Regions from separate parts of the Mus musculus genome. Here region 2 is linked to region 1. The links are chromatin contacts, called in public HiChIP or PLAC-seq maps. All regions are on one chromosome and are shown on one strand. Each heading gives the region's core, a stretch centred on a gene start, on an enhancer-like site or on the middle of the called end of the contact. The rest is flanking DNA. Distances are from core to core; before and after follow the strand shown.

Region 1 (2,751 bases), core at 56-2,555:
GTAAGTATACCTATACTTAACATCAAATACGTGCAGGGCGATGCAGCTGGAGTTGGGTGGGGGAGAGTTGTAAAGAATTAGAAAACAAGGGCGGTTCCTAGGGCAAATAACTAGCATCCTGATGGTCTACTCTGCAAATTGGGCTGAAAAACTTTTTTTTCCACTCAATTTCTCTAAAAATAATGATACTTATGCAGTTTCATCCTGTCTGCTTTGCACATAACATCTATTTTTAGGCTCAAAGTCAGATTCTAACTCAGTTATAAACTCACACAAAGACAATCTTTTACACTTCTGACTACTTATCCCTGGGTCCACATATTTGATATGGACAAACATATTCATTTGGAGGCACTTTTCAATGAGGCAAAAGTACAACTCTTTCCGATTTACCTATTCTTGATTTTTTTTAGATAGATTCAAATACTTATCAACTAAATTGAAACCACTCTGTAGAAGGCATCCAGGACTTATCTTTCTACTCAACTTTGGGGCACTACACAGATCGGCGGAACAAGGCTACTTTTTCCAACACACTAAGCTGATTTGCCTCCCAAGGGAATATTCTTTAAATTTCTCCTATTTTGAATTGTGGACAAATTCAGGACCAGATAAGACTGTTTTCAATATTTGCTTGTGAAGTACTAAGAACTGATCGTATAATTTGATGAGGTACAATATCCCTCTCGCCCCCCCCCCCCTTTTTTTTAAACATCCAAGATACCACCGCCATTTTTTAAACACAGAACTTGACTCCCTTCCCACAGAACACATTATATGACAGGCGAAATGTCTTGGAAATTTTTGCATTTGGAGTTCAATCATAAACAGCCCTGAAATGCTGCAATCTTGGGCTCTTCATCCTTACCCAACCTCGTGGAACTAGCAACGCAAAGTGTTACTATACTTGTCTCACATTCCCAAGAAATAGACACACAAGAAACGCGTCTGCTTATCGGCTGACGGTAACAGCACACATCTGGTTTCCTTTTCCCGCGACCATGCCGAAACCACGCCAAAGCCTGAATTACAGATCGGTGCTCACAGGGAGCTGGCCTTGCCAGGAGTGAGCAACGCCGACTCGGGAAGCCTAATAAGGCTTCATTTAGGCCCCAGACCACTCAAGTCTTGCCCCCACGGGCACGCCACACGCAGCACTAGCCCGCAGTGAGACCTCCGCTGGGCCTGGCCGGCGTCCGGCCCGAGCCACCCGACCCGAGGGGATGCCGACCTGCACCACGCTCAACTCTCGGTCCGTACCGCCTCCGCTCCACGCGCTCCCCCCCGGAGCGCTTTCCGCAGAACACCGGAGGGCGGGGCCTGGCGGTTGCCAGGGCCACGGGGAAGCTGACCACGGCGCATGCTCAGAGGGAGAATCCCGTGGGCGAGCAGGAGGAACTGGTTCGGAAGTCCCGCCTTCGCTTCCCGGGTGACCTGTTCCAAAGGAACCGTCAGCTTCCTGCTGTGCCGCCCGTTGTGGGCCCCCAGCGCAACTGGGGACGTGTTCCGGAACAGCCTTTTCGAAAGTAGTTTCTGTGAGTTAGTGAGGAGCTAGTAACACCGCTTTACCTCCCCAAATACTATATTTACGAGATCTCAGACTTGTAGCTTTAGGTGGTTGGTAGTTCAAGCTTGATAGACTTCTTAGGAAAACCGTTTATGCATTTTGTGCTTTGCTTACAACACGCAGAGTTGACACCTACTGTATTTTTCTTTTATTTTTTTTTAAAGTCTAATATATGTGGATAAGTGATTAAATTATTTTTCTATGCTCCACCTCAAAGAAACCTAAACAATAGTTGTTAAATTAGAAACAAAACTGTCATATATCAAGCAATTTGTTTAATGAGTGGAGAATTATGAAATTAACCAATGGGAGAAAAAGAACAGCCTTGTGTGTAATCACGAATGACAAGCCAGGACACTGATATTTACCACACCAGAATTTATATAAAAGTTTTAACAGAAAAATAGACAATGGTTAACATGAATTCCCAGGATCACACCTGTAAGTAGGAGAAAGGCCCATTTCCAGCCTGGTCATGAGTGGTAGCTTCTACTTGAATAGGAGAGACAGAGACAGACAGACAGAGAGACACAGAGAGGAAGAAGAAGAAGAAGGAGGAGGAGGAGGAGGAGGAGGAGGAGGAGAGAGAGAGAGAGAAGAGGAGAGGAAGAGAAGAGAAGGGAAGGGAAGGGGAAGGAAGAAGGGGAAGGGAAGGGAAGAGAGAGGAGGAGAGGGGAGGGGAGAGGAGAGGAGAGGGGAGGGGAGGGGAGGGGAGAGGAGAGGAGGAGAGGAGAATCCCTTCTGTCACTCTTAGCAGACTGAATAGGTCCCTTAATGTTTTGGAGACCTCAACTCGAGCCAAACTGGTATTCCTGATTTGGATACAGAAAAGGAATTTCAGAACTAGTGAGAGTGAGGTAGAAATTAGACCATGGATATTTGAATTTAGACTTTAAGCAAAAATGTTTTAATAAAGAGAGGCATGCAGAACAAAAGTCATTCTAAATGTCAGCCAGTCCACTATACCTTCACTTATCAAAACAGAAAAAGAAGTTACTAACCTTTTGAGACGCAATGTGAGAGCCACCAGAATGGTATTCATATATGTTGAATGCTAAAACAGTTGAGAGTCTACTTTGAGACCCACATTGACATGTCTACCTGCCTTAGGAATTAAGCTTTAGTTATTTGTGCACAACATCACAGTTAGGCATCAAACAGTGAGGGCCTGAACATCAGAAAAT
Region 2 (2,700 bases), core at 160-2,659, 3.0 Mb before region 1:
ACATTTTAAAGACTTTTTCCTAATGGCTACATCAATAACAGTTTAGTATTTCAGACATATTGTATATGTATTTATGTATTGTATACATTAGCAAGATCCTTTTCTGTGCACCCCTCCACCTCACCCCCTCACCCCTACCAGCACAGCTGGAAAGTAGTGAAGGGGACACAGTGGCTGAGGAAAGGAAGAACACAGGATCCAGTAAGAATCAGGGACTTTGTTCCAGTGTGAATTGGTGGCCACCAGAGAGTTTTAAGCAAGGGATTATCATTACTAGAATCCAGGTCATTATATGGAACACAGAGGGTCTGGCAAGCCGGGGAAAGGCTGGGGCAGGTGCCCTGGCAGAGGGGAGTGTGAAAGGTGGTGACAAGCAGAGGCATGTCCACTCGGGGACAGAGAACCATGGTTTTTAGATTCTTGGATGCATAGCCAAGGCCATGTATGGGAATGGGGCTGGGACTGGTTCTGGAAGGTATTTAAACTAGAAAATGAAGGGAGTTGTGAAAGGAAAAAGCTACGATCAAGTTAGCCTCCTTTACCTCTCCAGTTGTGGGTGAACTTGGTGGCTGCACCTGCTCTGCACACTGCAGGAAGCGGCGCATGTGTTCAGCACAGTTGCCCACTGCTGCCTCATTCAAGCGAAGACACTTCTCAAAGGCTTCAAAGGGCTCAGCACAGGCCTGGCGGATCTGGCGGATGATCGGGCTGTGGGGGGTAGGGCATTTTAGACCCTGAAGCATTCAAACCCTACTGCCTGGCACCCTCTAGCCCCCAGTTGTACACTCACTGGGAGGACGTGCAGCGAGCAATGCTCATCTTAAGGTGGTGACAATCTCGATGCCACGACTCTGGCTTGGCTGCCACACATTGGCCATACTGATCCAGCTCTCGGCTGCAGTATCGAGCAGTGACTTCCAGGGCTGCCTGCCTGTGGGACAGGGTAAACTGAAGATAATCTCAAGAGAAGGCAAGAAAGAGTTCTGATTTTGATCTGTGATTGGACTAGTCTGGATTGGGGGTGGGGGGTGTAAAGATCCTGTGATAGGGACAACCAACGAGGGGCAGAAATAAGCGCCGATCCCTGCGCGTTGTGGAACAAGGTGGGATTTCCCGGGAGATCGTGGAAGTCCTAAGACAAAAAGTCTGGCTATTGTGAAGCAGGCCTGGAGTCTTGAATTCAGTCATTTCCCGTTGGGGACCGTGCAGTCTGACAAGCATGATCTAGAGTTATAGGGAGTTGTAACTCACATCTCCAGGCGAATTCAAGCGCCGATCAGTCAGGGAGAAGAGACCCGCCTTTTCCGGTATCAGGTTGTTATGGCGGCGCCCAACCCAGACCTCCTGGCCTCACTCTTCCGGTCGTCGAGCGTCCCTGCCACTCATCCCACATTGGTCCAACCTTCATGGCTGTGTCCTGCTTTGCTTTCCGCCTCACTGCCTATCCGGGAGGAGGCCCCTGTAACTACTTCCGGTCCGTCAGCTATTTTAGTTTATTTACTTCCGGCTTGTGGTGGTCGCGTTTAGTGATCACCGGAAGCAGGACTTCGGCCGTGATCGAGCAGCCAGGCACAGAGCACCAGAGCTGGTTCCCTGTAGGTCAGATCTACAGCCGCTCGCGCTGCCACTTTCCCGGCTGGAGTTGAGGCCACCGGCCCGCGTGACTATGGCTCGGCACACGCTGCGGCTGAGGCGGCAGCTGTGCCCGCCGCTGCTAGTTTAGGAACACGGGGATTGCCCTCTCAGGCTGAGCTACCAGTGGCTTTCCGCCACTGCGTATTCTCCTCCTGACTTTAGTTCCAACTTGACGGAAAGGAATGATCTTAAACGCCACATTGGGCTTCCCATCCGATTATTCACTCAGACATGTCCTTTTCCTGCCATAGGTGGTAAAGGCAGGATGAGAGTGGGTTTTATTGCTTGCTCCTTGCAATCGTGCACAAATTATTTTCTTTGTAATTTCCTTAGGTGGTGTTTGCACCCTCTCCACATTTGCCTTCAGATTATAGGGCTAGACCTGGAAGTTCATTTCCCTGTAAGGCTAAATATTCCTCATATGGAGAGGCCTAAGCTAGAGAAAATGAGCGGTAAGGTGATTACCTTAGCACGCAGTTGTAAAATGAGAACGACTGCTTTGGCCTTCATAATATACAGTGACACTTTCATTTTTGGGAAACTTGACACTCCACACTTCTAGTTTCCTTTTGTCTGGTTGCTGTCAAAAGAGTCATTAAGAATGGAATGGAGAGAACTAGATAACCCTAAGGTTTGAAGTGAAGCGGATCTGAGAAATGCAGGTCTCAAGAGTGCTTCTGTTACTGGGGTTCCCTTCTGGGGAGCTCATTAATGAAAGAACTTTAAAAGGTACTCATTTAGGACAATCAAGGGCAATGTTATTGGTCTGAGAGAAAACACCAGGACAGGCACGCTGTAAATGTCAGTAGCCGCTAAGAGGGAGCAGGAAAAGGAAACTAGGGACATGTGTGTGATGTACATGTGTGCAGGCAGAGGCTGGCGGCAGGTGGCTTCCTCTATTGCTTGACACCTGAAGCTTTTTGGAGACAGGGTGTCACTGAACCTTAAAACCCACCAGTGAACATCCAGGAGCTGTCTCCTCATCCCAACACTGGGATTCCAAGTCTGCCCTACCATGCCTTTTCTGCAGGTTTTTATGCAGGTGTTGGAGATCCACAACTCAGG

What was found. HiChIP or PLAC-seq counts read pairs in DNA pulled down with a chosen protein or histone mark.
Region 2: a contact with region 1 is called in an H3K27ac HiChIP or PLAC-seq map of regulatory T cells, with 69 times the contacts expected there. The contact joins the promoter of Chchd5 here to the promoter of Dtwd1 in region 1. A contact is called at or near these places in 2 of 39 promoter capture datasets (liver and pre-B cells), 1 of 484 Hi-C or Micro-C datasets (muscle stem cells), 1 of 115 datasets of contacts at active chromatin or transcription factors (regulatory T cells) and 1 of 9 other capture datasets (liver).

The regions. Positions count from the first base shown.
Region 1 is chr2:126,150,695-126,153,445 of GRCm38.p6, reverse strand. Dtwd1 (DTW domain containing 1) reads right to left here and starts at 1,305. Exons shown (of 5, transcript NM_026981.2): 1 at 1,232-1,305. Fam227b (family with sequence similarity 227, member B) reads left to right here and starts at 1,442. Exons shown (of 17, transcript NM_029455.3): 1 at 1,442-1,535.
Region 2 is chr2:129,128,409-129,131,108 of GRCm38.p6, reverse strand. Chchd5 (coiled-coil-helix-coiled-coil-helix domain containing 5) reads right to left here and starts at 1,409. Exons shown (of 4, transcript NM_025395.3): 1 at 1,252-1,409; 2 at 791-931; 3 at 543-708. The coding sequence starts at 1,253.